Regions from separate parts of the Mus musculus genome. Here region 2 is linked to region 1. The links are chromatin contacts, called in public Hi-C maps. All regions are on one chromosome and are shown on one strand. Each heading gives the region's core, a stretch centred on a gene start, on an enhancer-like site or on the middle of the called end of the contact. The rest is flanking DNA. Distances are from core to core; before and after follow the strand shown.

What was found. Hi-C and Micro-C count contacts between places; a contact is called where the count stands out from the background.
Region 2: a contact with region 1 is called in a Hi-C map of embryonic fibroblasts, with 2.2 times the contacts expected there. The contact joins two enhancer-like sites. A contact is called at or near these places in 1 of 39 promoter capture datasets (embryonic stem cells), 13 of 484 Hi-C or Micro-C datasets (the C2C12 cell line, adipose-derived mesenchymal stem cells, bone marrow-derived macrophages and 5 more), 1 of 115 datasets of contacts at active chromatin or transcription factors (embryonic stem cells) and 1 of 9 other capture datasets (embryonic stem cells).

Annotation. Positions count from the first base shown.
Region 1 is chr3:81,056,311-81,063,634 of GRCm38.p6, forward strand. All of the region lies in intron 1 of Pdgfc (platelet-derived growth factor, C polypeptide), which reads left to right. Among named protein-coding and RNA genes, the nearest start is that of Pdgfc, 24 kb to the left of the region's middle. Within about 2 kb of position 2,436, at least 95 of the 459 cell types and tissues checked have an H3K27ac peak or open chromatin away from gene starts, as enhancers often do. A contact at or near this core is called in the C2C12 cell line and embryonic fibroblasts, where this site is marked.
Region 2 is chr3:81,162,668-81,169,863 of GRCm38.p6, forward strand. All of the region lies in intron 2 of Pdgfc (platelet-derived growth factor, C polypeptide), which reads left to right. Among named protein-coding and RNA genes, the nearest start is that of Pdgfc, 130 kb to the left of the region's middle. Within about 2 kb of position 1,639, at least 25 of the 459 cell types and tissues checked have an H3K27ac peak or open chromatin away from gene starts, as enhancers often do. A contact at or near this core is called in the C2C12 cell line and embryonic fibroblasts, where this site is marked.

The DNA of each region.
Region 1 (7,324 bases), core at 1,186-3,685:
GTGTGTGTGTGTGTTGGGGTTTTGAATTTGACCTGTGGCATGGTTCCTCAGGTACCATCCACCTTCTTATGAGATCCACAGTTCTCTGACTGGCAAAAACCCTTGTGTCCACCTTTTTTTCTTCATACTTAGAATCTAAGCCATCACACACCACACTATCATCTTCAGGAATTGGTAGGCATCCAGACATTTACAAGGTAAACCCTTAAACCTACAAATTCTGATTTCTTACAAATTTGGAATTTTGTTTTGATATATTTGATAAGTATTGCCATGTTTTATTTTTGATTTTATATAAATATAATTGCTTAGCAATTCAGCACTTATAAGCATTTTAGAAATTTTTATATTTATAACAAAAATACCTTTTTTTCATAGTACATTATTACCTACTATGCCACAAGGAAGAGAATAATAGCTTTGCACCCTAGCTTTTCAAGCTGAGGTGTGCAAATTAAGCTGAAAGTGACAGGTAAGAAGAGAAAAGACATAGGGATTTTACAACTGTTTCAAATTTTATAGATTCTCAGACTTCACAGAAAGATGTAGAAACTTAAGGAAACAGTTAAGACCAGAGGCTTTATGTGCCATTCTAACCAAGGAAGGAAAATTGTAGAGAGGGATAAGATAATACTAATGGGAATAGAGTAAGGTTTAGGAAAGTGGCTTGGGAAAACAGGTAGGACCTAGCACTATTACTTGAAGGGTATTGTAATATGATCTGTTTATAGTACTCCTGTAGATGAATGAAAAAAAAAAGAGAAAGAAAAAGGAACAAACATGACAGCGTCCAGGTGTGATGGAGGAGAATGTTACAGATCAAAACGAAAGAGTACTAAAGGCAGAGATGTCTGGGCAATCCTCAGTAGCCATGACCGAGTCTTTGTGGAGATGGGCCAGGGAAAAGGAACCATATGCATCAGTCTGAAGGCTGAAGGGTAACGGAAGGGGGCAGGTAACCGGAAGTACTGGATTACATGGGGAAAAGGCTCTGAGGTAAGGGCAGTCCAGCCTCTGGGCTGGAGGGTTTAGGGCAGAGGGTGGTTATGTCAGCCATACCCCATAGCAGGAAGTGATGGAGGGATGCTGGACGAATCTGGATACCAAGTCTCTTTATTTGTTAAATAGGCACCTCAGCGTTTGTCCCAGAAATTGAGATTTGTCACTTGGTATCTTCACTTTTTTTTTTCTCCAGTTTGCTTATTTTAATCTAGAAAGTAGGTTGGGATCAACATAACAAAATATGGCTTTTTGAGGAAGGACAGAAAGTAAAATGAAGCTGGAATTGAGTCTAATTCTCTGGCAACACAAACCATTGCCATTTAAAGAATAGTGGTGCAGAATCAATGCTTGAGTCTTAGAGCACAATATCTTCTCTTCTAGTACAACCTCCATATGACTCCACCACTTTGCCCCCCCCACCCCCCCTGGACTTCAGCTTTGTCATCTGTAACAAAAGAACACTGAAATCCAGCCATGAGGGTTGTCTCAACTACTTACAGAAGATTAAATCTGGCCAACATAAAGCCATCTTTAGTGAGGGTTCTACAGAAAAACAGAACTGAGAGAATTAGTGTGTGTTGCAATAGGGAGTTTCTCTAGAATTGCTTAGGGACTCGATGGCTCTACAGTGACAACCATTTGCAGCCAGGAAGGGCTGACAACCCATTGGTGCTCAGTCTATGAAGCTGTGCTGCTGAAAGCCTAACTTACTTGAGAGTCCCCTGGTCCTGAGTTGACAAGGACACAGCAGTGGTCAATAGCAGCAATAGAAGAGACATACTTGACCAGCATAAAGTGGAAGCTGTCAAGCAGAGGACTCTTTTCTGTGTATCTGGACCAGAAGGTACCTTCTCTTTTGAAAGTGATAAAACATTCATCCTGATTTGGGGACAAAGGGGTTTCTTGCCATCTTCACATAGAGAAAATAGGCCCCATGTTTGCACAAGCAGAGAACTTTTCCTTTACTGCTCTTCTGCTCAGGCTGAGTGACTAAAAGTTCTATTCCGGGTCCTTCGAAACAGTCGGTTAAAATGTTCATACTTTTCTGGTGGTAGGCAGGCCTAGGAAGAGAGGGTTCAGCCAGTGCTGGTGTCGCTGGGGCATGCCTGGGCTTGTCCAAAGAGAAAAGCCGCTCAATTTCTGGCATGGGTCTTTTTTATTTTTATTTTTTTCCCTTCCTGAAAGTAAAGCCAAAAGTTACAAATCCGGTGTCATCCAATGTGTAATGGCATCTGGCTGGACCAAACCTGTGTCATCTCAGATGGTCCTCACATGTGGTGCTGGGAGGAGGGGTAGAGAGGCAGGAGGGTGGTTTCTCACTTGATGCTGCCCTTGACTTCCTTAGGAATCGGAGGTCACCCACTAACACACACACAGGAGATGTGGACTGTTATGACTCATTTGATTCTCACTTTGCACGGTATAGAAAAATTTTTGCCTAGGAAGGAATTCCTTTCTAAGTGCCAGTCTTCCCCACACAGTCCTCAGCCGCTCTGTCTGAATAGGCAGTTCTCTTTGCTTAGGCATTCTTGTGAGCTTAGCTGCTCTGTAACCTCCTCACCCCTCATTAATAATTTCCTGAGGCCAGTTTGTTATAAAGAAACATTACCACCGTGCAAACTCTGTGTGTGTGTGTGTGTGTGTGTGTGTGTGAGACAGAGGGAGTACATGTGAGTGTAATAGTGTGTGCATTTGTATGAGTATGTGTTTGCATTTGTATGAGTATGTATGTGAGTGTGTGTGTGCTTCTTTGTTTTCTGCTTCATGGCCAACTAGAGTGATATTAATGCTCTAGAGAAGGAACATCAAATTTCTCATTACTTTGCATGTTAATCAAGGACATCAAACTCTCAGGAAGAATGGCCTGAATACTTTGTCTTCATTATTCAAACCACGTGGTTTAAGTTCTACTTTGTTCACCTTTGAAAGATTTGAGCTTTTAAAGGAATACTTAAGCATCCTTCCTAGTCCTTGTCGTTATTAGGAAACCACAGATAAATTGATCTTTGCTTGTTTGTTTCTTGCTCTTCTTCTTAATTAAAAGGTAGAAAAAAGAAAAGAAAGGAAGGAGGGGGAAAAGAGAGAGGGAGCGAGAGAGGAACGGAAGAAGAGAGGAAGAGAGAGAGAACGAGGGAGGAAGGAAGGGAGGGAGGAAAGGAGGAAAGGAGGAAAGGAGGAAAGGAGGGAAGTCTTTTCTGGAAGCATTCTCCGATGGTCTGGGTAAATTAGGAGAGAGTTGCTGGACCTGGTACCCTCTGTACTACAATTCCTTCCTATCTTTATCATATTGGTACACATGTCACCCCTGAACCTTGTTTGGATGGCTGGCCCCAGGGTAGTAAACCTCCCTTGAGAAAAGCTGTGAATTATACAAGTTGTCATTATTCATGGGATTTACAGGAAGGTTCAAATAAAGCCCTCCCCCTGAAGAACCCCCATTGCTCATACTAGCATCATACATATTTTTTACTTGTCATCATAAGTATTTTCACGAGTGTATAAACGTATATCACTAAAGTGATTCATGCTATTGCATTGTAAATATATTTTATTAATAAGGACCAGGGTAGGAAGTGGTAAAGATACTGGTAATTTTCTTCCTAAAATTAATTTATTCTTTTCTAAATGTTCTTCTGCAGTGAGCCCACATTAGATTAGAAACATCTCTGTGTTAACTGTTAACCCTAACTCAGAGGTCTGTGTAACAGCAAATCCAAGCCATATTTTATTTCATTCTAACAGACAGCATCTAAAATTCAGGATTTGGGGTTAGAAACCAGGCCCTGGCACTGCAGAAGGTGGTGTTATTATTTTAAACTTGGCACTGACTTTTATCCCAGCGGCTAGTGTGGCTATAGTCAAAGCAGGATAATGCATGCCCCATCCACACAGAGGAAACATACTAACAATTATCTGTGTTGTTGTTGGCACTTAGTAAGACATACTCTTTTCCTAAGATCTAAGGGTTTGGGAAGAAAGAAGAGAGCTGCCAGCTTTTGGCAACATAAAGGGATTTTTAAAAAATTTCTTTTTTCTGTGTTTCCTTTCTTTTTCCTTTTCCTCTTTTCTCCTCTCCTTCCCTTCCCTTTCTTTTATTTTCCTTCCTTTCCTTTTCTTCTTCTCTCCAGCCCTCTCTGTTTATCTTCCTGACACTTGTTGGAAGCATTGGGAATATGCCATCTGGTTGTACACAATTATAGACAAGTGGGTATGGGAGTATATTAGCTGTAGAGAAATTACTGTGTTTACAGCTTATTTATAGCATGGCAAATTAATTTATAGTTCTCCAGTCTGTCAATACAGATAAATGGATTGAGAGATTGGAGAACTATAAATTAATTTGCTTTTCTAAATATGGTAAATCTACCAGGCATACTTGCACCTGACTCTTATTGAAACAAGCTGCTTTTACTTGATCCAAATGATGCCTGCTGTTGCTTTCTGACCTGGACATCTATATTTACATATTTGTGACCTTCTCATGGGAAAACCAGGTGAAAGCTCTTTCGGACTCCAGATATAAAGAATGGTGAAAGTTCCGCTCTAGGGTACTATATTGCCATTCGAAAGGAGCACTATCATTTGCATTTATGATACTAATCTTATTATAGGTTGCTGTGGTTTTGGTTTTTGTTTGTGTTTTTGTTTTGCCTGTAAATGCAGCTATACCTCAGTGGGAATAACCATTTGGGATGTCAGTGGTCATTAATGTGTCTTCAGGTAAAGAAATAAGCAGATGAGTCACCTGTCCTCAGGCCTTTGGTCTTCCATCCTCTTTAGAGCCTACTGACTAGGATAACTCTGGCCCCCTTCACACACTGCGGTGGCAATGGTAACTCAGCTGACTTACTGAGAATGCTGCCCTGGCCTCTGACTACAGGCATCAGATCCTAGGGCGGCCCCTACCTCAACTTCTCAAGCTGTATATAGTTGGGGGCAGAGGGGGGGTCTTTTCTATTCTTGTTTAGGTGATGTCTAATGTCTCCAGTGTTTTCAAACTGAAAGATACATTCTTACTACTTATTCACTGAGAATTTTCAGATTAAGAAAATCTTTAAAAATACAAAGGCAGAGGATGAGAGGGACTTAGATGCCACAGTGTCCTGTCTTGCCCTCCCGCCGTGTAGCAGTGAGGTCATTCTGGAAGCAGTGAGGTCAATGTCTTACTCATGTAGGTGGCTGGCAGGGGGGCTGGAAAAACTAGCTGACTCTCATCTGACTCCTTTTTCATGATATGCATTTCTGCTTGTATGGGCCACATGATACACAGGAAATAAAAAGACACCCCTCCCCCATAGTAAAGTATTAATCCTTTTTTTCTTGAAAAGATATTTTTAATTAAAAACAAAATAAAACAAAAAACAAAACACAAAACAAAAGAAAAACAAAATCAGGTTACTCCATGTGGAGAGGGAGTTCTGTGGCTCTTCCTTTAATGACCTTCTTACACCGTAGAGCTAATCTTCTTACCTGGAATATTTGCTTATAGTTTCCTTGCTATTGCCAGTCAGCCAAAGGGAAACAGTGAGCCAGACTGGAATGTTGGCGCATCTGGGGTTACAGGCTTTTGCACTCATGCTTGCTTGTCTGCTGTAAGCGGTGGGGCAAGAGCTGTTGTTTTTCCACAGTATGATAGCATAGTCAATATTCCAAATACTGAAAGCATTCTCCTCCACCTTCTGTGCCAGGCACGGGTAGGACTTTTTGTTGGTCCCACTCCTCCTTTTTGCATATTCTATAAACTTTAAAATAGTATATGACTTTCACGGATGGAGGATGTTTCCCTCCTAAAGGTAGATACTGACTAGTTGGTTCCCAGCTGGTGGCTGTGTTTTCAGATGCTTCTGGAAACTTAGGGAGATGGGGTCTAGTTATAGGATGTGGGCAGAGCTTTGAGGTTGTGCCTAGTGCCTAGTGCCTAGTTTGCAGTTTCTTCCTTGTTCTTGCTTGTGTTTTCTATGAGATGAAGGATATTCACTACAGATTCCCCACTGAGATTTTGCCCAGTCACATGGCTACAATCCACTGAGACTATCAGTCATCGGCTGAAATTTCTGAAACTGTGAGCAAAAATTCTTTCTTCCCTTTAAGTGGTTTCTTTGGGTTATTTATCAAAGTGAAGAAAAATCTATCACACCCATGAGGAGACACACACACATATACATACATATTACATTATGGTATCGATACATTATATATAAAAAAATACATATACAAATACATATATACATATATAAAATACATATATAAGACACATATACATAGATATGTTATAAAGCTTCACATAAACACATAGTTGTTGAAATGGCAAATATTGTTAACCCTAATAGAGGCTGAAATATGAATTTTTGATTTGTGACTTCTTATTGTTCATATATGTAAGGTCTGAGTGGCACTGGAAGAAAAGCTGAAAACTTTATGCCATGAGCCTCGTGACTGAGGTACCAGAGGGCTCGTGGGTAAGCAGCCTCATGAACAGGGGCTAGTGCTGCAGTAGCTGCTTGCAGGGGAGAATTAAAACTAGACTTTGGACTCTGTTCGCACTAAAATTCCCAAGGTGCTTTTGACAAGATTATGAGTGTTTAGCCACCACCCCAACCAATGAGTAACTGCCTGTCAATCACCACTGTGATTCCATTTGTATAAATCAATTGTATTTCCTTCTTGAGCTAAATGGCCATGTTTAGGAGAGAGGGAATCTGTTTGATCAACAAACTTACATGTGTATCATTTTTGACCTTGCTTTGGAAGAAGGGAAGTTTGTTTAATACCTAAAAATTGAGGTTTTTCCATTTATTGATTGATTGATTGATTGATTGATTGAGTGCCATCTGGGGGAAAGATTACTCATGTCTCACACTTTCCTACTGATAGATTTGAATTTACCAAGAAATTTATACATTTCTACAAATATTCTAAGGCATTCCTGCAATGTCTTATTTATTAATTCTTTCAAGGAATGTTCTTTAAATAATGTTTACTACTAAGCCGGGCATGGTGGCGCACGCCTTTAATCCCAGCATTTGGAAGGCAGAGGCAGGCGGGTTTCTGAATTCGAGGCTGGCCTGGTCTACAAAGTGAGTTCCAGGACAGCCAGGGCTGCACAGAGAAACCCTGTCTCAAAAAAACAAAACCAAAAAACAAAACAAAACAAAACAAAACAAAACAAAAAAACCAAAAAACAAAACAAAACAAAAAAACGGAAAAAGAAAAGTTTACTACTTAGGTACTATTAACACATAATACAACAGTTAATAGGATGCATGAAGCCTGGCTTGAAGTTTGCTTCCTTGTGAGGGGAGAAATGACAAACTGTATACCT
Region 2 (7,196 bases), core at 389-2,888, 110 kb after region 1:
CAAGCAGGCAGCACGAAAAGCAAGCTCTTTCTTTGGAGAAAGAGCTAAGAGTTCAATATTTTCATCTGAAGGCATCAGAAAGAGACTGTGTCATTCTGGGAGTGGCATGGGTATGTAAGAGACCTCAAAGCCTATCTCCACAAATATAAAGTTCCTCAAACAAGGCCACACCTCCTAATAGTACCATTCCCTCTGGGCTAAGCATCCAAACACATGAGTCTATGAAGACCTCACCTCTTCAAACCAGCACAGGGGGTGTGCAAGAGAAGTTGGTTTTAGAGGTCATATAAAGGTCTACTGATGTCATCTGTAGTAAGCTGATAAGGACTTCAGATTGTGAGATTCTTATGTATGGCGGGGACATAGACAAAATATTTTAAATAAAAAAACATTTGAAGTAACACTTTCTAGCATCTGTATGAAGAAGGTTAGAGATTAGTCACATACTTCATAAGTCCTTCATCTCTTATTTTAATATTCGTCAAGGTATATCAAACATTTAACTTCAGTCTCTGTAGTTGCTTCCCCAAAAGCAAATTACTTAGTCCGAGAAAATGATTAGCCACTAATACAAGATTTCAGACACTTGTGAATATGTCATTAACACTTCCTTCTCAGTTCTGTGTCCAGTAAAGACTACCTAGGTAGGATGTGTAAGCATAAGTATGGTCTCAATTAGTTGTCTGTCCAGTACAGTTTGATAATGTACTGTCTTGGAGACACATAAAGATAGAGAAAGCTAGATCCTAAGATTCAAGTATACCAAGTTTCACATCTAGTGTTAAGTCAGAGTGGGAGACATGTACACAAAGCTCAGTGGTCACCATGGTGATTGTAAGTGAATGAGAAATGGAAGGCTACTAGGATGAAAATTAATTCCAGAATATTGCATCCAATTCATTTCTCCAAACAAAGTCTAGTACCCTCATTTTAAAAGCCACGTGGAGTTACAAATGAAAAAAAAATCTGTTAGCTTGTATTTAATGTGAATTGGAGTGAATAAAATAATAAAATATTTAAGAGAAAAATATGAGCTATTTCTATTTGAAGAGAGTATGTAAATTTGTGTTTTTTGCCAACTACATCTCCTGATATTTGTTTATGATTCTGTTTCCTTATCTTTACATACACTCACCCATTCTCTTATTTAGCTAGCAGTCAAGTACCCTGCTATGCATCAACCAAATATCATGCTATGTATCAGGGATCCAAAGATTATTCAGAGCTTCTTTGACCTCCAGAAACCATTGAATAGCAAAGGAATGTTCATGAAAAAATAAAATTCAAAATTGTGATGGGTGTGGCATAGACCATGCTGCAAAGACGTCACTGCCTCTGCCTCTGGGCTCCCAGATGGTGCTTGCCCCAGGAGCTTCTATTCAGCTAAAGTCTGAAGAAGTGGAAGTGTGTCAACTGAAGTGGAAAGGTAATCCTACATTAGGGGACTTCATATATAGCTTTCAAATATTGGTGTGTAATCCTTGAAAGCTACTACTGGGTATTTTTCTACGTATATCCAGTGAAATGTACTGTTGTGCGGCTTGGAAACCCTGAGTAATAAATCCGGTGACTTAAAGTGCTTGACCTATGACAGGGCCATCATTGCTGGAATTACTGTACCAAAAGATGTGGTCATATTTACCATCTGGCGAAATGTGCTGTCTCGCCCAGGTTGAGGTTCCTAGTGACTAAAGGCTTAAGTAGCCCACAATGACTCAGTTGCCCAAAATCCCTGAAGTAGAAGGAAAGCTGTCTGCAAAATTTCATAGTTTCTCTGACTGAAGTCTGAAGGATAAGAGGGAGCTGTTGTATAGGTCTTACTTCTGGGTAACATGAAGACCTTCTGTTCTCTGACTATCCCTGTGGAGCCTTTCAATGCTCACACCGTGATGATAAACAGCCAATCAAACAGGAGTCATGAAGATATTGTCCCCAAAGTATATATTATCTCGTTAAGACTTCAGTTTCAACTTCTGTATTGTAAGCTCTAGGTTAAATGAAAATATAAACAGTTTAACAATTGAAATTACAGTACATAAGTTGTTAAAAATAGCCATTTATTGTCCCTTAGCTTTAACTGAGCATATGATAATTAGCACAGCTTTTTCAGATACATATCTGAAACATCAGAGTTCAGTTTCTATTTGCTTCTATAAAAATCAGTGAAGTGTTACTGATTGGAAGGCTATCCCACAGCAAAGGGCTTTGGAATTCATACTTATAACTAACATATTAACTAACTAATGATTAGATAGATAGATAGATAGATAGATAGATAGATAGATAGATAAAATTGGAGAGAGAGACAGACACACACACACACACACACACACACACACACACACAGAGAGAGAGAGAGAGAGAGAGAGAGAGAGAGAGAGAGAGATGGGGGAAAGATAGGGAAAGAGAAAGGAAGATATATTCAGAAGTAAAATATATCATTAGTTCTGGATATTTCCAAAGGGAAATTTAGGGCCATAGAAAAAGTGGGGAGATAAAAAATTTTTAAATATATGAATAGAAGTTATAAGATAATCACAAATTTATTTTAAAACTACCTTGTCTCTTCTCTGGGGGGGGGGGATTCTGAGAGAAATCAGCTGGAGCAAAAAAGGGGAATGCAGCAATGTATGGGAAACTGTTAAACCTGCTAGGGTTCCTTGCAGTGTGTGGACCTGTAAAAGGCTGTGGTGGAGTCTGCTATAAAAGCACCTTGAAAGGGTAACACAGAGAAGAAATAGCCAAAAGGAAAGCATATTTCAAATTGTCCAAGAAGAAAATAAAATAAAAGTATTGCAGATAATCCCTGCCTCGGGATCTTGCCTAGGGGGTGAATTATCCAAGTGGGCACTGAGCCTGGTGTTTCTCATTTCTCTTTTCACACCATCAAATATGAAGTAATCTCCTTAGCTGGACTTACAGCCCTGATCACGTCACCTGATGACCAGACCAGCTCCTTTGAGATAAAGCTGTCTGTTTTGTTTCCTTTCTTTGGAAATGAAAACATTAAAAGACTAACCCCTCCTTATTCAATCATTGGGTTCAAGAACAGAATACCACATATCGACTTAGTCCCTTTCCCAGTAAACAAAACCATGTAGTAAACCCAGAAAATACACCAAAAGGAAAGCAAAATAAAATAAAAACTATTACTTTGCTTTTCTTGTGAGTAGAATTAAGGATTTTTGTTTATCTGCCTTCTGAGATCCAATTCCTTTACTGAAAAGGATCAATATTATTGTCCTATGTCAAGACTTGTGCTCCCAGACAGTGTGACAATTGTGTGCACATCAATTCTCTTTTGTTGATTTCAGTCTCCTTGGGTTCCCTTCATCCAGTGAAGATGGGCTATGACAGAGAAGTCAATTTTATTACTTTTAGATTGTTTTGTGCATACATGAGTGCCTATATGTATGAATGTGAAACACACATCTGCTGTTGCCCACAGAGGTCAGAAGAGATTGTTAACCCCTGGAATTAGAGTCACAGGCTGCCCTGTGAACCTTGTGATGTGTATGCTGGGAATCTAGGTCCTCTCAAAAGCAGCAAATGCTCTTACCTGCAGAGTGATAGTTTCATTTATAGTATATAGTAATGATAATATCATTAAACGTAGCATCTCAAATTGAGGTTATTAATGCCCAATAGAGTTGTTACCACATGTGCAAAAGTATCATATATAAACTGGTATTTGTGGTTGATATATCCGTGCCTCACAGAATCTGTGTTAATGAGATGCTTCTGCAAAACTCATCACCAGTTAGACTGTGCCACAGTCTAAGGATATGCTCTTCAGAGGCGAGGACTCTGAGTTGGCTGCACCTCATCTTATTAGTAACATGGTCTGTTCTCTTTCTTGGGACCCATTTTGAATTGATACTTATAACTACTGTCCAAACCTTTGTTTCTTGTCATTAACAACACAGAGATACAAAGTGAACTTCCACTGAAAGTAGAAGCAAAAGGTAATTGTGAATTTCAGGATCAGTTCAACCTTAGATACAAGATTTTCAGCCTTTGAAGGAATGCTTTTTACACATTCTTCTACAGCCCCACACTAAGCATAACATTGATAATCCAGGAAACAAGAGAAAGTACTCAGAGGTTTTTTTAAAGTGATCAATAAATCTGTCTATCTGTCTCTTATTAAAAGAGAAGCAACTGTTAAAAGAAAATATCTACATGCTAATCTTGTTCTAGAGTCACTAAATTCAAGACAACTGCTTCCACAGAGGAAACTAGAGGAGTCCGGCTCCCCCTCTGTTGCCATTTAGGGCTATGGCTTACACTAACTGTGCAGCACCCTGATGAGTAATCTATTATATCCTGGCCATGGGCAGAGTCAGAGTACCAGTTGAGTTTTGTCTGGTGATGGAGCTGATACTTAAGGAGCACCGGTTCCTTGTATGTGCCTCATCATCTTTGCTCTGTTAAGGTAATTTACTATTTTACACAAAATTCTAGAAAACTTATCTAGATTTTGAAAAAAATATAAATAAGTCCAGGACTTCTTGTCATTGGGTTATATATTTTTCAGACAGTAAGTGTTTACTCATATTGGCTAAGTGTATTTTTTTTTTTGTATTAGGACATCTGCAGTGACCTACTTTTTCCCCTATGAGTTTCTGAGTCTTCAGTCATAAGCATAGAATATTGCTGTTTGTCTATTAATCCTGTATCCAGACATTTTACTGAATTATCTTTGTAGGTCCCAATCCCTTTTGGAAGCCCAATGTTTCAAATAAATTTTGATTCCTGTCTACCTTATCCCACACCAGTTCTTGTTAGATCTACCTCAACATAAATGATGTATAACAGTTACCTCCATTTGCTGTGTGCAGCTTTATGCTACCCAGCCTAAGCTCTGGGAATGGGCCCTGCTACCAGCTCCCACCAGCTTCCTTGAATCCACGGATAAAAGACACAACCACAGATGTTCCTTTTCAACTTGCCTTCAACACAATTGTTGGGCCCTATTTTCTGCTGCCTAGAAATATCATCCTTAATAATATTTTTATTTCTTCACCTCCCACCTGTCCTAAACTTTAGTTGCTAAGATATATCTAGTCCCTGCTAAATATCCCTGACCACCAGCCTGTAGGAGTGGCCACAGGCACGTACTCTTTTTGAGGACCTCACATGGCTGCTTCGTTCTCTCTCTCTCTCTCTCTCTCTCTCTCTCTCTCTCTCTCTCTCTCCCCCCCCCCCCCTTACATCTGACTCTTTTCCTACAGGTACCTGGAAATCCTGACTATTCCTTCTGCCTAACAATTGGCTCATGGCTTCTTAACTGACAGATCAAGAACCAGTTTGGGAACAGGACCTTAGCATCAGAACCACCCCTATACTCATAGTATAACTCCCTTTTGTTGCTCCAGGTCTGAGCTCTTTGGCCTCTGTACTAATTGGTGAATTCGGTTCTCAAAATGTATTAGCTGGGAGTAGGTAAGGTTCTGCTTATAAATTGCTTGATTTCAATTGTAAGGATCAGCTCAGTGCCCAGACCTGAAGTGGAAACAACAGGTGTGACTTATCCTTTTAATAGCCAGGAAGGAAATGGCAGGGGTATCCACAGGCTTGCAGGACAGGCAGTCTAGCAGAAACAGTAACCACTGGCTTCAGCAGGGGATCTTGACTCAAAAACTAAAATGGCATCATATCAACTTCTAAGCTGCACAGTGAAGTTCCAGGACAGTGAGAAACCTGTTTCAAAGGAAATGTGCAGGACTCCTGAGGAGGACACCCAGAATTAACTCCTGGTCTCACACATGTGCACACACACACACACACACACACACACATGCATACACCCACACTCAAGTCTATCAGCAATCAAAGATATTTGTTGTCTCTGTTCTTATTACATTTTCTTTCTTCTATTTCACATTTATCTAACTTTTCACGCAAATTTGGAAGTCTTCTGCTTCCAATTTATAGTAGCCAATTAACTAAGCCATTTTGGTGATTAGTTTACTACTATGATCATACTGGTGTAATTCCTTTTAATATTTTATGGAGCATCATTTTTTATTCCTCTTTATTCATGGACAAAGCTCATACTGGGCGAATTACAGTAATCATATAATCTACTAATGGCTAATAGGTAGCAATTACCTATCTGAGTGAAATGAGTCATATTTCTGAAGGCTAAATATTGCCACTTCAGAGAATTCAATACAAGGATTAGGGAAAATTATCATATTAATTGGGATGCTTATCATTCAATGTTTTGTAATTATTTATGAAAAATTGGTATTATGCATTTGTTTATAGCTTAATAAACTCCCACATTTTATTTCATTTTTATACTGATAAATATTGACCAACTTTTCAATTTAAGCATTATTATTTACTTTAACTTTGCTATTACCAAGTTGATAATTCATGTTTTATCTATTATTTTATACAATTTTCCAAATATATTTAGAGAAAATGTAATAAATTATAAACATTTTTACTGTAATTATATTTTCTGCATGGTTCTTTTCTGTGTCTATTGTTCTTTCTGTCTCCTTTTTCCTTTCTTTTCTTTCTTTCTTTCCTTCTTTCTTTCTTTCTCTCTCTCTTTCTTTCTTTCTAACTTTTTTCTTTCATTATTCTTTCTGTCAATTTCTTAAAATTATGAATACTTATTTTGTTTGCTTATACCTCTTAAAAAATTTTTACTTCTAGTAATTATTGCTTTTTCCCCTTGTCTTGTCCTTGTTCTTTTTTTTTGTAAGTTGAATTAGTGGCCTATACAGTTGCATTATTTTTATTTAGTGATAAGAATTACTTTGAAATCTTTACCTCACACCTTAACAACTTGAGCCACCTCTCATAGGGCGAGCTCTCCCGTTTCCATGAGAATCTCCCAATCATTTGTTGTTTGTTGTGGGACGTATAATTGTATGCTTGGCACCCATAATGTTTTGAAATTCTCAAAGAGTTGCTGATAATAAATAGTACCAATAAATAATCTAGACTTATCAAGCTCTATGTTCAGTTTCATTTGTTACAGTCTGTGTTTTCCAGTGCTTAAAACATGATTTCATAGTCAGTTTTTGACCAGAGACCTATATTTTTTCTGTAGTTACACAAGAAAATAAAATAAATTTAATTATAGAGATATATCTTAAGTATAGTGACTATAGTAGGTCTTAGCCTCTAAGTCCTTGGAGTCTGAGGTTTGGCTTTCAAAATTAAAGCTATAACTT